Linked DNA regions of Sus scrofa: regions 1, 2 and 3 are each linked to region 4. Evidence: chromatin contacts called from public Hi-C and HiChIP or PLAC-seq data. All regions are on one chromosome and are shown on one strand. Each heading gives the region's core, a stretch centred on a gene start, on an enhancer-like site or on the middle of the called end of the contact. The rest is flanking DNA. Distances are from core to core; before and after follow the strand shown. Region 1 holds the start of TMC7 (transmembrane channel-like protein 7). Region 2 holds the start of COQ7 (5-demethoxyubiquinone hydroxylase, mitochondrial). Region 3 holds the start of IQCK (IQ domain-containing protein K). Region 4 holds the start of C3H16orf62 (UPF0505 protein C16orf62 homolog).

Evidence for each region. A called contact is a pair of places that touch in the nucleus more often than the background predicts. HiChIP or PLAC-seq counts read pairs in DNA pulled down with a chosen protein or histone mark.
Region 1: a contact with region 4 is called in an H3K27ac HiChIP or PLAC-seq map of skeletal muscle. The contact joins the promoter of TMC7 here to the promoter of C3H16orf62 in region 4. A contact is called at or near these places in 1 of 47 Hi-C or Micro-C datasets (embryonic fibroblasts) and 1 of 2 datasets of contacts at active chromatin or transcription factors (skeletal muscle).
Region 2: a contact with region 4 is called in a Hi-C map of liver, with 10 times the contacts expected there. The contact joins the promoter of COQ7 here to the promoter of C3H16orf62 in region 4. A contact is called at or near these places in 4 of 47 Hi-C or Micro-C datasets (embryonic fibroblasts, liver and skeletal muscle) and 1 of 2 datasets of contacts at active chromatin or transcription factors (alveolar macrophages).
Region 3: a contact with region 4 is called in an H3K27ac HiChIP or PLAC-seq map of alveolar macrophages. The contact joins the promoter of IQCK here to the promoter of C3H16orf62 in region 4. A contact is called at or near these places in 1 of 5 promoter capture datasets (liver), 3 of 47 Hi-C or Micro-C datasets (heart right ventricle, liver and skeletal muscle) and 2 of 2 datasets of contacts at active chromatin or transcription factors (alveolar macrophages and skeletal muscle).

Annotation. Positions count from the first base shown.
Region 1 is chr3:26,304,893-26,307,932 of Sscrofa11.1, forward strand. It overlaps TMC7 (transmembrane channel-like protein 7), which reads left to right and starts at 1,284. Exons shown (of 16, transcript XM_021086539.1): 1 at 1,284-1,459. The coding sequence starts at 1,393.
Region 2 is chr3:26,364,489-26,367,648 of Sscrofa11.1, forward strand. COQ7 (5-demethoxyubiquinone hydroxylase, mitochondrial) reads left to right here and starts at 1,518. Exons shown (of 6, transcript XM_021086541.1): 1 at 1,518-1,655. The coding sequence starts at 1,583.
Region 3 is chr3:26,020,353-26,023,565 of Sscrofa11.1, forward strand. IQCK (IQ domain-containing protein K) reads right to left here and starts at 1,771. Exons shown (of 10, transcript XM_021086532.1): 1 at 1,526-1,771. The coding sequence starts at 1,709. It overlaps KNOP1 (lysine-rich nucleolar protein 1), which reads left to right and starts at 1,763. Exons shown (of 5, transcript XM_021086529.1): 1 at 1,763-1,858.
Region 4 is chr3:26,156,022-26,158,855 of Sscrofa11.1, forward strand. It overlaps C3H16orf62 (UPF0505 protein C16orf62 homolog), which reads right to left and starts at 1,316. Exons shown (of 31, transcript XM_021086527.1): 1 at 939-1,316. The coding sequence starts at 1,027.

The DNA.
Region 1 (3,040 bases), core at 34-2,533, 150 kb after region 4:
TGCTTAGATGTTACTTTTCCTGTTCCACATCCCATCCTAGCAGCCACCTTACACTTGAGTGGTCATGGATCCTTAGGCTCCTCTTGGTTGTGACAGTTTCTGACTTTCCTTTTTTATTTTTTTTAAGGCTGCACCTGCAGTATATGGAAGTTCCCAGGCTAGGGGGCGAATTGGAGCCACAGCAACATGGGATCTGAGCCACATCTGCGATCTGCTCACAGCAACACCGGATCCTTAACCCACTGAGTGAGGCCAGGGATCAAACCTGCACCCTCACAGATACTAGGCAGGTTTGTAACCACTGAGACACAACGAGAACCCCTGACTTTCCTCGTTTTTAACGACCTAACAGTTTTGTGGAGCTTATCAGGTATCCTGCAGAATGTCTCTCAGTTGGGGTTTGTCGGATGTTTCCATGATGAGGCTGAAATTATGGGTCTGGGGGAGAAAGACCCCACAGGTAAAATATCATTTCTATCACATCATATCAAGGATGCATATCATCAATATGACATCACTGATGATTCTGACTTTGTGATCATCTGTCTGGGAAAGTGTTTGTCAGGGATTATTCAGTTAAATACTTGCCCCGCCCTCCCTTTCCACACTGTCGTCTTTGGAAGGAAGTCACTGTATGTAGTCTACACTTAAAGAGGGCGGAGTTAGGTTCCACTTCCTTGAAGTGTCTAGAAATTATTTGGAATTCTTCTGCATAGTAGACTTAGCTACACTTTGTTTAATTTGGCAGTTACTTGTATTATATACAAATGTATATACAATTTCTTCAGTATTTATTTGGCAATTCCTTTGAATTCTATCTTTTAAACGTGGATAGAGGCAGAGATGTGGATATGGTGCAAAATTTTAAAAATATATATTATAGAAAAATCCTCCCTCCTACCTCTCTCCCCCAGCCTCCTAGCTCTCCACTCGAGAGACATCTTCTGTATTTACAAACAAGTACGGTCCCTTTCTTTTTTTTCTTCCCTTTTTGTACTCAAATGGTAACTTACTCGATACACTTGTTTGGAGTCTTTGATTATTTTTATTACACTTTTTAAAAACTGGAAGGTCGCCCCTCAGCGCGGCCGCTGGATGGAGCCGTCCGGGGTCTCTCAGGCTCTCCAGCCGCTCCTCCCATCCCGGGTGGGCGACGCGCCGGAACCGCACCTTCCCGCCGCCCCCGGCTGTCACCTCGCCTCCCAGCTCCGGGCCCCTCGGGTGGTCCAGCGCGGGGCGGGCGTGGGAAGGGCAGCCCGGCGCCCCGCCCCCGCCCCCGCCTCTGTGACGTCAGCGCCGGAACCTGGAATCCCGGCTCCCGAAGCGAAGGCGGGGAGGTGGCGGCGGCTGGAGCTGGTCTCCCGCGGCCTCTCGGCGGCGCTGGGCACAACCATGAGCGAATCCAGCGCTAGTGGGCTCCCACCCGGCAGACCCAGCAGGCAGCCCTTCATCCACCAAGGTAGGGCGGCGGGGACTGGGTTCCCCAACTTGAGGGGGGACAGCGGGTCTTTCTTATTGGTGCTCTCCCTCCCTCCAGCCCATCCTCACCCAGGTCAGAGAGCGCATGCTCTAACCCCCGGCGCGCTTGAATGGGAGTCGCGACCGTGGTGAGTTCGCCGTCCCAATTCTGGTGGAGGGATCCCGGCGTCTTCGTAAACGCGTCCCATACGTGAAACGAAAGGCTGTGAGATCCTTGCCAGCCCGAACATTGTGATACGCGGTGCTTGCCTCCCAGCCATCTCAGGCTTTATGATGAGACGCACTTAGAAGTGAATTCTGCCTCGGCTGTTTTCTTGCTGTGTGAGCTTTGCTAAGTGGCTTGCTCTCTCTGAACCTCAGATACCTCAGCAGTAAAATGAGAAGAGGATGTAGGTGGGGTTAGTTGGGAGAGGAATGTGTGAAGTACCTAACCTAGGGTACAGCTCTGTGAATTTTTACGTAAATGGGTACAACCGCGACCCAGCCAAGTCAGAAAAGTTGCCAGTCCCCAGGCAGGCTTCTTTGCAGCATTTGTATCTTTTATTTGCCCTTCACAAAACACAAGACACCACTGTGGGTTTTATGTGCAGTGTTTTTTGTTTGTTTGTTTGTTTGTTTTTCTGTTTCAATTTGAGAATAGAGATTTTGCTACCTGGATTTACAGTACAACTTGAGTGTAGTTAGATATGGGCATTGGGCCCTTCGGATTGGATTGATCGCAGCATTTAGAAGAAGCAGAAAAGGAAAAGACACTCAAACTCTGGCAACTTGTTCAGAAATCAGAGAAAGAAGTTAGACCGGGTTTGATGCTAATTCGTTTCTGATGTATAATCAACAGTGCTGGCATCAGTTCAGTTTCAGCCTTTCAGTAATAGCTATTCAAGTATTTTCGAGTTGATATTTATTTATCTTCCTCTTGTATTATCACAACTCGTCACCTTTAGGGCACCAATCTTGGTTTCCCATACAGAGGGCATGAGATTCGTCTTTCTTGGTTCTTTGCTGGGTGTTTAAGGGCACTTTTCTTATGAGTATTATAAGCATCTTCCTATGAGTATTATAACTAACCCCTCTAATTAAAAGGTCTCCCCCTGCCCTTGGACAGATGATATTTTGTGACCTTGTACCCGCTGGCATGAGAGGGAGACTCAGAAGGGACTGTTCATATCTTTGTAGCACTTTGCAAACCATGATATACTGTTGGGCATCATGGGAGGAAGGTTGGAGCAAGCGAGGAGACAGGGCATCTGGTTTACAGAAATGGGAAATGTGTATCCTTGTGAATGATAAAACAGATCACAATGCTTGCCTTCTTTTATTTTTTTGTCTTCTATTTTTTTTTGTGTCTTTTTAGGGCTGCACCCAGGGCATATGGAGGTTCCCAGGCTAGGAATCACATCGGAGCTGTAGCCCCCTGCCTATTGCCATAGCCACAGCAGTGCCAGATCTGAGCTTCGTCTGTTACCTACACCACAGCTCACGGCAACACCGGATCCTTAACCCACTGAGCGAGGCCAGGGATTGAACCCGCAACCTCATGGTTCCTAGTCGGATTCGTTTC
Region 2 (3,160 bases), core at 268-2,767, 210 kb after region 4:
AAAGTTATATAAGAGTTGATCATAAACTATTAAATTCCTGCACTGTATTAAAGTAATTTGAAAACAATTAGCAACTTCAATTACTTTACAATGGCAGTGTATGTTAAATGTGGGGATTTTTTGGCCCCACCCATGCCCAAGGCATGCAGAAATTCCTGAGCTAGGGATGGCATCCACACTACAGCAGTCGGCAGTGACAACATGGATCCTTGAACCACTAAGCCACTTGGGAACGCCTTAAATGTTTTGCAATAACTTGGATAAAAGATACATATAATCCAAAGGTGTAAAGTAGAACATGAAAGCCCCCTTCTCACCTCCAACCCTCTGAAGTTACCATTACTGGACATTTTGTTATACATCCTTCCAGATGTGCATCTTTGATTTTTTTTGGCCCTCATACAGATTACACATTCAAAAAATTATTTCTGTTCAATAGAGTTGTAGAAGGAGGATTGCTATATCAATGGATATGCATTTATTAAAATGTCCACCAAAATTTTTTCTTAGTTTATTTTCTTAGAGCAGTTTTAGGTTCACAGCAAAAGTGAGGAAAGTAGATTTCCTATATACCCTCTGCTGCCACATTCCCCCAGAGTGCTACGGTTTGTTACAATTGATGAGTCTACATTAACAGACCGGATATAGTTTTGATTTCAGTTCCAGAGCAGGAGTTGAATCCTGGGCCGCAGTGGTGAGAGCCAGGAGTCCCAACAACTAGACCACCAGGGAACTGGTGAATAACTTTTAGAAGTGTGAAATACGTGGAGTTCTTGCTGTGGCTCAACGGTATTGATATCTGCAGTGCCAGGACTCAGGTTCAATCCCCAGCCTGGCATAGTGGGTTAAAGGACCTGGCATTACCACAGCTGCAACAAAGGTCGCCACTGCCACCCGGATCTGATCGCTGGCCCGGGAGCGCTAATATACTGTGTGGCGGCCAAAAGAAAAAAAAAAAAATTATGAAATACGTTGCTAAATCTCACCTCCCCAGCCCTCTCGTCAAGAAACCAATTTGCATCAATACGTTCACACTAACAGTAAAGTGGATATAATAATATTAATAATGTTCTTTGTAGAAAATTTAAAAAATAGAGAAAAGGGCTAAGAAGAAATTTAAAATCGTCTGTCAACCCCCAAAATACCTGGAGATACCATGCAGTGAACTGAATTCCAGAATGTAATTTCTGGAAGTGGATAAAGGCTACAAATAGAGAAAAGTCTCCTATGCTGGTAAAGCATAAAATATGATGGCTATGCCAGTAAATAATTCCCTCACGGTCCTCTTTCCCAGGAACGGAGGTTAGGTAGTAATCCTGTCGCTATCTTCTAAAGAACAATTTAGCGTTCTCATCTCCATGGCAACCCTTCACCGGGCTCCTGAGTGATTGATAATGGTCAGATCCAATAGGATCTTTCCATTTGACACTCCCAACCAATCGAGTGGAAGCTGGGCGCTTAGGGGCGTTTCCACCTACGCAGAGGCGGGCTGCATCTGCCTTACGCCAGCTGTACGTCATCAGTCAGTGCCGAGGGCAAGTTGGGCTCACTATTCAAGGAGTGGGTACCCTGTTGCGGGGCCATGAGCTACGCCGGGGCAGTGGCGGCTCGCTGCTTGTGGCTTCCGCGCACGGGGGCCCCGCGGCCCCTTTCAGGTAAAGTGTGAGAGCGATGGCTGCCCCGCGCTGGGCTGGCGAGCAATGAACTTTTCTCCTGAGGTTTGGGTCGGAGAGGTCACGGCGTAGACGTTTATACGTCACGGGACTGCGACCGAGCGCGAGCGGAAAAGCAGGGCTAGGCTTGTAATGTGTCGCCGGCCCGCTGGGCGGGAAGAGAGTGGTTTTCTGATGTGACGCTCTGTGGTGCCGGTTCCGGGTTAGCGGGTTGGGGGAATGACCTAATTGCACACCTGTTCTCTGACGTCACTGCAGGTGTGGTCGGCGTTCCAGGCTGAGCAAAGTTGGCGACCTTGAAAATTTAGCGTCCCATGGGTGGGTGTATTCCCATAATCCGCAGCGTCGGCTTCTTCCCAGCTCCCCAAGGGAGCTTGGTAGAAATGCGGTTTCTCAGGTCCCTCGCCTGACCTACTGAGTCGCCATGTCTGTATTTTAACTAGCCCTTCGAATGCTTCGTATGCATTTGCATATTTTGAGAAGCACGAAATTGGTGGAGCATCGAGAGAGACTTGGGCTTGGATCCTGGCTCCTCTCCTCATTTCGTCCCAGCGGCCTCAAAATTGTGAGGTCGTTTTCTGGAAGTTAAGTCATTCGTCTACCACCTTCAGGATGGTTGCATTATCGCAGTACCACTTGTATTTTTTATCACTTTTTAAAAAATTAAACCGTGTTCTGTTTTTAAATTAAATGATTTCACGGAAACCCTATCTTTACGGTAAGCGGAGAACCAGGATCGCACGTCCCAAGTAAAGTACTTGTAAAAAAAATAAATACGCTGAACACAAGTTGTTGTATTAGATACTGCTGCCTACCAAGGCTTGAACCTGTCTTTCTGGTAAGAATGGGAGGTTAACAAGCGTTAGGAAGTGTTCAAGTTATGTCACCTTTACAGCCTCGTTGATGAAAGCAAAAGGATTGGAAGAGAATAACTAAATAACATGAGTGTTATTTAATGCATGTGCATAGCCACTTAAGATCGTCCCATAAACCATTTGAAGTCACACATCGTTGATATGTGTTTCACATTTTGGGAAAACACGAATATAAAATGATGCATTTGAGAGCTTCTAGCAGTGAGCCTCAGTTTTATTTTTAAGTGTGTGAGTGCAGGCAAAACCCAGAGGATTGTTGAACATGAATTTTAATGCTCTGTTGTTGAGCCAATGACAGAATTCTTCTTCTTTTTTTCCATTTTTAAAAGTATTGATTTATAATGTTGTGATTCTTTTTCATTTATAAAGCTACTTTGCTTCCTGTATCTCATTTTGTCTCCATGATAACTCAGTAAGAAAGGTTTTATTATTGTGTTTTCCCTTAAAAAGAAAATAACCTGATTGGTCCTAATTTTATATGTAAGAAATGGCAATTCCAAATTGTCTAAGGTCTGTGTTAGAGATAGGATATGTATTTTCTGTTTTTTTTAATTTGAAATTTTTAAAATTGGAAGTTTAGTTGGTTTACAGCGTTGTGTTAGTTTCCGGTGT
Region 3 (3,213 bases), core at 521-3,020, 140 kb before region 4:
GATTCAACCCCTAGCCTGGGAACTTCCATATGTGGCGGGTGAGGCCCTTTTTAAAAAAAAAAAAAAAAAAAAAAAAAAAAAAAAAAAGGAGCTATCACATATTGAGCTCTTGTTGTAAATCAGGCACTTTGCTAAGCACTTTCTGAAGTGACCCTTTAGCTGTATCCTCCTAAAACCATGAAATAGGAGCCAGGAGTTCCCAGTGCGGCAGCAGGTTAAGGATCCGGCGTTGTCACTGCAGGACTCGGTAGCTGTGGCACAAGGTTCCACCACTGCCCTGAGAACTTCTACATGCCATGAATGCCACCAAAAAAAAAAAAAAAAAAAGGAAGAAAGAAACATGAGCCATTATTACACTCACTTCAACAACAGGATAAGTAAAATACAGACATACCTTGTTTTATTGTGCTTCATTTTATTGCACTTAGAAGGTACTGAGTTTTTTTTTACACATTGAAGATCTGGGGCAACCCTGTGTCAAGCAAGGTTATTATCATGTTTATAATAATAATTACCATTAGTGTCATTTTCTCAACAGCATTTGCTCACTTTGTGTCTGTCACACTTGGTAATCCCCACAATATTTCAAACTTTTTCATTAATATTATATTTGTCTTGGTGAACTGTGGTCTTTGTTGTTACTACTGCAAAAAAGATGACGCTTTTTTTTTTTAAGCAATAAAGTATTTCCCAACTGAGATGTACAGTGTTCTTTCAGACATGCTATCATACCATACACTTAACAGACTGCAGTATTGTGTAAACACAATTTTTTTTTTTTGCTGGCACCCAGGCATGTGGAGCATCCAGGCCAGGGACTGAACCGACACCACAGTTGCCACCTGGACCACAGCTGCGGCAACGCCGGATCCTTAATCCGCTGCGCCGGAAGGGAACTTAGATATAAACTGAACTTTCATATGCAGTAGGAAAACAAAAAACTCCCGTGCTGGCTTTACCACGGACAGTGGTCTGGAACCCAACCTGCAACATCCCGGTGGTATGCCTCACTGGTCCCATGTCTGTGAAGAGTACTTTGGGCCTCAGGACCAAGGGTACGCAGGGCCCCATAAAAGAGGGTGAGCTAAACTGCGCTTGGGGATTTTAAGGGAGGTGAGAAGTAGAGGAGGGTTAAAGCCAAGTCTGTCTTGGACCACGCTTGCTCAACGTGTGGGCCAGACTGTCTACATGTAAAGCAGGCTGGGAACCTATGTTTTCAACAAGCTCCTCATCAACACCTGCGATTCTTTCTTGTTCACTAAGTGAGACTGGGGCACCAATGGTCCACACCACCTGGTTCCCTTTATCCCGCATTCCCCTGCCTTCGACCGGACTATGGATCCATGCTGGAGGCTGCGAGGCGTAACCTCAGGCAAGCCTCTTGGAGCCTGTCCGCGGGCGCGCGGCGAGGCTGCCTGCAAGGCTGCTGGAAGGTCAGCCTCCTGGCGCACAGAAGGTTCCCAAGACGCGCGGCCCCCAAGGGGCTGCCTGAGTTCCCCCATCTCGGCCGGCCCAGGCTGCCTACCCTCACAGATCTGCTCCCACAGGTTCTTGTTGGGCGGCTCTGCAACCTGCCCCGGCGAGACCGGCAGCTCGAGGGACACGTGGGATACGACCGACACTGGCGTTCTGGCGGTGACGGATGATTCCGCCGAGACGACTCCTTCTGAGCACTGGGCGGTGCGGCCTCCCAACCCGGGCGCCGCCATGGCCGCGGTTTCCACGGCAACCGCGCTCCACGCACGGCCGCGCCCCGGAAGGAGACGTATCTCGCGGGGCCGGCCCCGCGAGTCGAGATTGACTTCCGGGTCACGGCGGCGCGGGCTCTCACGTGGAGGCGGGGAATTTTGGCCCACGGGTGAGTGCCGAGGGCGCGAGGAAGGCGGGGAGGCGCGGGGGCTGGAGACCGAGCCTGAGAACCCGTGCGGCGAGCCGGTGGTCCCGGGAGCGACCTGCACTTCCAGATCCGTGTTCCCTCAGTCTGTGGTGTACGCTTGCCCCGGCCTGAGGCCGCCCCCAGGAAGTTCTCCCGCCTTGGAGCTGGGCTCGGGTCCCAGCGTTAATTCCTCCTTCTGTGTTTGTGCAGAAGCTTGGGCGCGGGGGAGCCTTTGAGGGAGCAGTCTCGCCTCCTGGCTCCCTTGCTTCCTGCTCTTGACTCTGCAGAGGCTCTGAAGTTCTGTGGGCTGGGTTCGAATCCCTATTTTGCTCCTTGCTGGCTTTGGGACCCAGGGCGAGTGAATGAAAGCCTCCAAGTCTCTGTCTCTGAGATGGGTTACTCACACGGATCCTCACGAAGCTACCGCGAGAATTTGAAAGCGCTTTTGGAGAAAGCATTTGTGTTCGCAGGAGACACTGTAAGGTTCCTTTCTTCTTCCCTTGTCCTTGAAGGAGTGGATACATTTGGGATCGCAGGGTCGAAGGGAAGGAATTTCAGTACTAAAGAGGAGGATGCTACCGTGTCCGTTCAGGGATGGGTGAGGAGAGGGTAAAGTTGGTGATGGCCTCCCCTTGGCTTCTTTGTTCTAATCCGATCTCTTGACCATTCCTCCGTTTGAGGCACTCTTGACTCCACCCACTCCAGCTTTGCACCTTCTCCCATTCTTCTGCAGGTCCCTCTTCCTCTGCCCACCCATTTAAATGTTGGCGTTTCCTAAGGTTCAATCTCAGCTAGTTCTATTCAACATATCATCCATATGTTCCTAAATGCATGTCACGCCTGTCAGCCCAGTCACCTCTGAGCCTCAGACCCGCACATCCCCCTGCCCACTGAACATCTCCACATGGAGATCCCAAGGCATCTGTTCCAACCAGCCTCTCTCCTCCAGCCCCCCCCCAAACACCCCCACCTGCAGGTTCTTTGTCTAAGGGATTAGCACCACTGTCTTGCACTTGCCCAAGCCAGAAACGTTTCTTCTACAGCAAGTTTCCCAGAGTAAATGACCTCTCTTCCTCTGACCTTACCACTGGGCTTTTATCACCTGTACTGTCGATGTTAGACACTTCTTCCCATTCATATCTACCTGCTTCTTGATGGAGGTTCATTTCTTGTTCATCTCTGTGTTTCTAGCATTTGTTCCTTCATTCAGTATTTATGGAGCCCTTTCTCTGTGCCAGGTACAGAGCTAGGTCCTGGGAAGACAGCAGAAATTAAGACAGCAGTAAGTCTGCTGCTCCGGGTGCTCCTGGAGCCAGTTAAGAGTGAACCTAAGCTAC
Region 4 (2,834 bases), core at 66-2,565:
CCAAAAGGATGTATTTCTAAAGTCTAGGGCTGTATATTTTTTCATTTGCTCACTCATTCGTTCAATGTAAACCACTTCACATCTCTTGCAGAAAAAGATCAGAATACAATCTCCCTTCCTGAGATGTAGCAGAGAGCTCACGTCGCCAGATAATCCTACTGCTACCATCACAACTTACTCCAGTTCTTCACACGCTGGTAGAAACAGCTGGAGCCTGAAGCACCCAGCTCCTAGCTACTCCAGCCACAAAAGCCCCAACAGGCACATCAGCCTTGGCACCCGCAGTTAGTTAGCTCCTTCTAACTGGGATGAGCTTCTGTTCATCCTCCAAAACCCAATTGAAGACTCTTCCTCTCCCAAGCCTTCCCTAAGGCGCCAGGTGTGGTTGTGCCTCGTCCCGGTGCCTTCTTTGGATATCTTTCTATTCTGGGTACCTGCCCCTACTAAACTCTCAGCTCCCTTAAGCCAAAGGAGTATGTCTGAGGGCTCTGCATCCTCAGTGCCCGCTGCAAGGCGCTGCACAGAGCAGGATGCACGGCAGCCCTTTTACAGATGAGAAAAGGAAGTCTGCCCCAGCTGAACCGAGTCGTTCAGGAAATAGCCAAGTCTCCCATTCTCTGCATCCAGCGCCCCAGAACCCGCGCCGACTTCTGGAAAAGCAGAAGCTGGGGAAGTTGTTTTTTTAGGGAATGAATGGAGAAGGGAGAGTGGGAGGCCGGGGGAGGGGTAGCGGGAGAAAGAACTAAGATCCCACCCGTCCGGTTCAGGGGGTTTCTCTGAAGCCAAGTAGCGGCGGGGGATCTGAGGTCAAGACAACCCAGGGGTGCGGTGGGAGCCGCCACCAAACCCCATAGAGAGCAGTTCACACACTCCCTCGCAGAGACACACACTGAGACAGAGACCCTGCCCCTGAAGCCCACCCGCCGCTTCTTCCTTACCAGGGAAAGGTGGCCATCTTCCCAGTCACATGACAGCTAGTTCGGGGACCGCCAGCCCAATTTGCCCTTCCAGACCCCGCCCCCTCCATGCCGCCATGATTGTGAAGGGCGGACACCCTCCCTCTAAGCACGAGCTGCCCGCCCCTCTCCGGCCGCCATGATTGTGAGGGGCAGCGTCGGCCCAGTAGGCTGTCGCAGCGCTGGCCTGCGTCGGGAGTGTGAGTGGCAGGCGGCTGCCTGACCCCCCGGGACCCCCTGGAGGCGGTGAAGAATCCAGACACGCGGGGGTATCGGACGCTAACTGCGGCTGGGGGTGGAAAGGGGGTGTTTGGGACCCAGTCGGCGCGAGCTTTCGCGGCTAATTCGCAGTTTGACCCGGTAAGCCACGCCCCTTCCCCGGGCCACCGCGTCCCCCTCTGTGCACTGCGGAAGTTAGGCATTTCCGGTATCCTCCTCTTGGGTCCTTAAGGGCTTCCCTGGATCATAGTGTGACAGCTCTCAACTGGAACTAAACTGGAGAAAGCAGAGGTCACCTTTCCTCCGTCTTGGCGAAGCCCTGCGTTTCTATGAAGGTGGATGTTCATTTCCGCTGCAGAACTTCTGTGCTCCAGTGTTTTCTCTGATTAAAAAATAACTACACTGAGCACCTTGCATTCACTCTTCATGTGCTCCTCACTGCAAACCTCTGAAGTAAAAGCGATTATCACCTGTTTCGGCTGGTAGGCGCCCAGCCCGGGTTGGTTAACAGCTAATCACAAAGCAGCATCTTATCCTCACTTTTTTTGTTTCCCTTTTCAAGTGTCTTTTCTGACAAAAAAAGAGGTTGGAAAACCACATTCTTTTGAGTGTCTTTGAGGACGCCCTCCCCAGGAAAAGACAATAGAATAATACACACTTAAACCTGTAATGGAATGTGTTGTTTATCACGCTGAATCCTAGTTTCTTCATCTGTGAAATCAGGATAATTCTGACGGAAGTGAAGGGAGATACATATAAAATGGCCGGCAAATGGTCAGTACTCACTGGAAGCAGTACGTGACTAGGTAAGCTTAGATCACATCGTGCCTTCTGTGACCTTCCTGTTTTCAGAGCTCTGTCTGTCCACAGCAAGAGACTGACTCTGCAGTAGATCATAAAGTAGGGCTTCTCTCCTTTGAACTGCACAGGCTCATCTGGGGATCTTGTTCCATGCAGGGTCTGATTCAGGTCTGGGCCAGGACCTGGGCTTCTGCATTTCTTACAGGTTTCCAGGTGGCCCTGCTGCTGGTCTCTGGATACAGAAGGGACTGTGGTAGTTTTAGGTGGTAAGGGGGCGGGGTAGGGTAACTCAGGATTCATATTCAACCATGCCCACTGAATCCAAGCCCTGTACAGCATGTCTACTATGCACAGATAAGGGGAAGTTACCCTGAAACACTAAAGTTAGGGGAAGGGTGAATAAGGGATTTTCCCCACCATAGGCTGAGAAGCAGAATCACAGTTCTGGTGGCACCTTTGTCAGCCACCTCAAGAAACTGAATTTCGAACCAGAGAAACTGACCAAAATGTAATCAATTAAATAAATAAAAACGTAATATTTTACTGTCAGGCATAATTTTGGTTAGACACCATAGCTGTCCTCAGAGCTGTCTTTAGAACCTAACCAACGTGGCTCCACTGCACCGTATTCCAATCTGATTTGCTGTATTCTGTGACTGGGTCTCCTTTGGTTTGTTGTTGGGTTTTTGGTTTTTTTTTTTTTGTTTTGTTTTTGTCTTTTTTGTGGGGGGGGGGGCTTTTTTAGGGCTGCTCCCGCAGCATATGGAGATTCCCAGGCTAGAGGTCTAATCGGAGCTACAGCTGCCAGTCTATACCACAGCCACAGCAACGCCAGATCCAAGCCTCGTCTGTGACCTA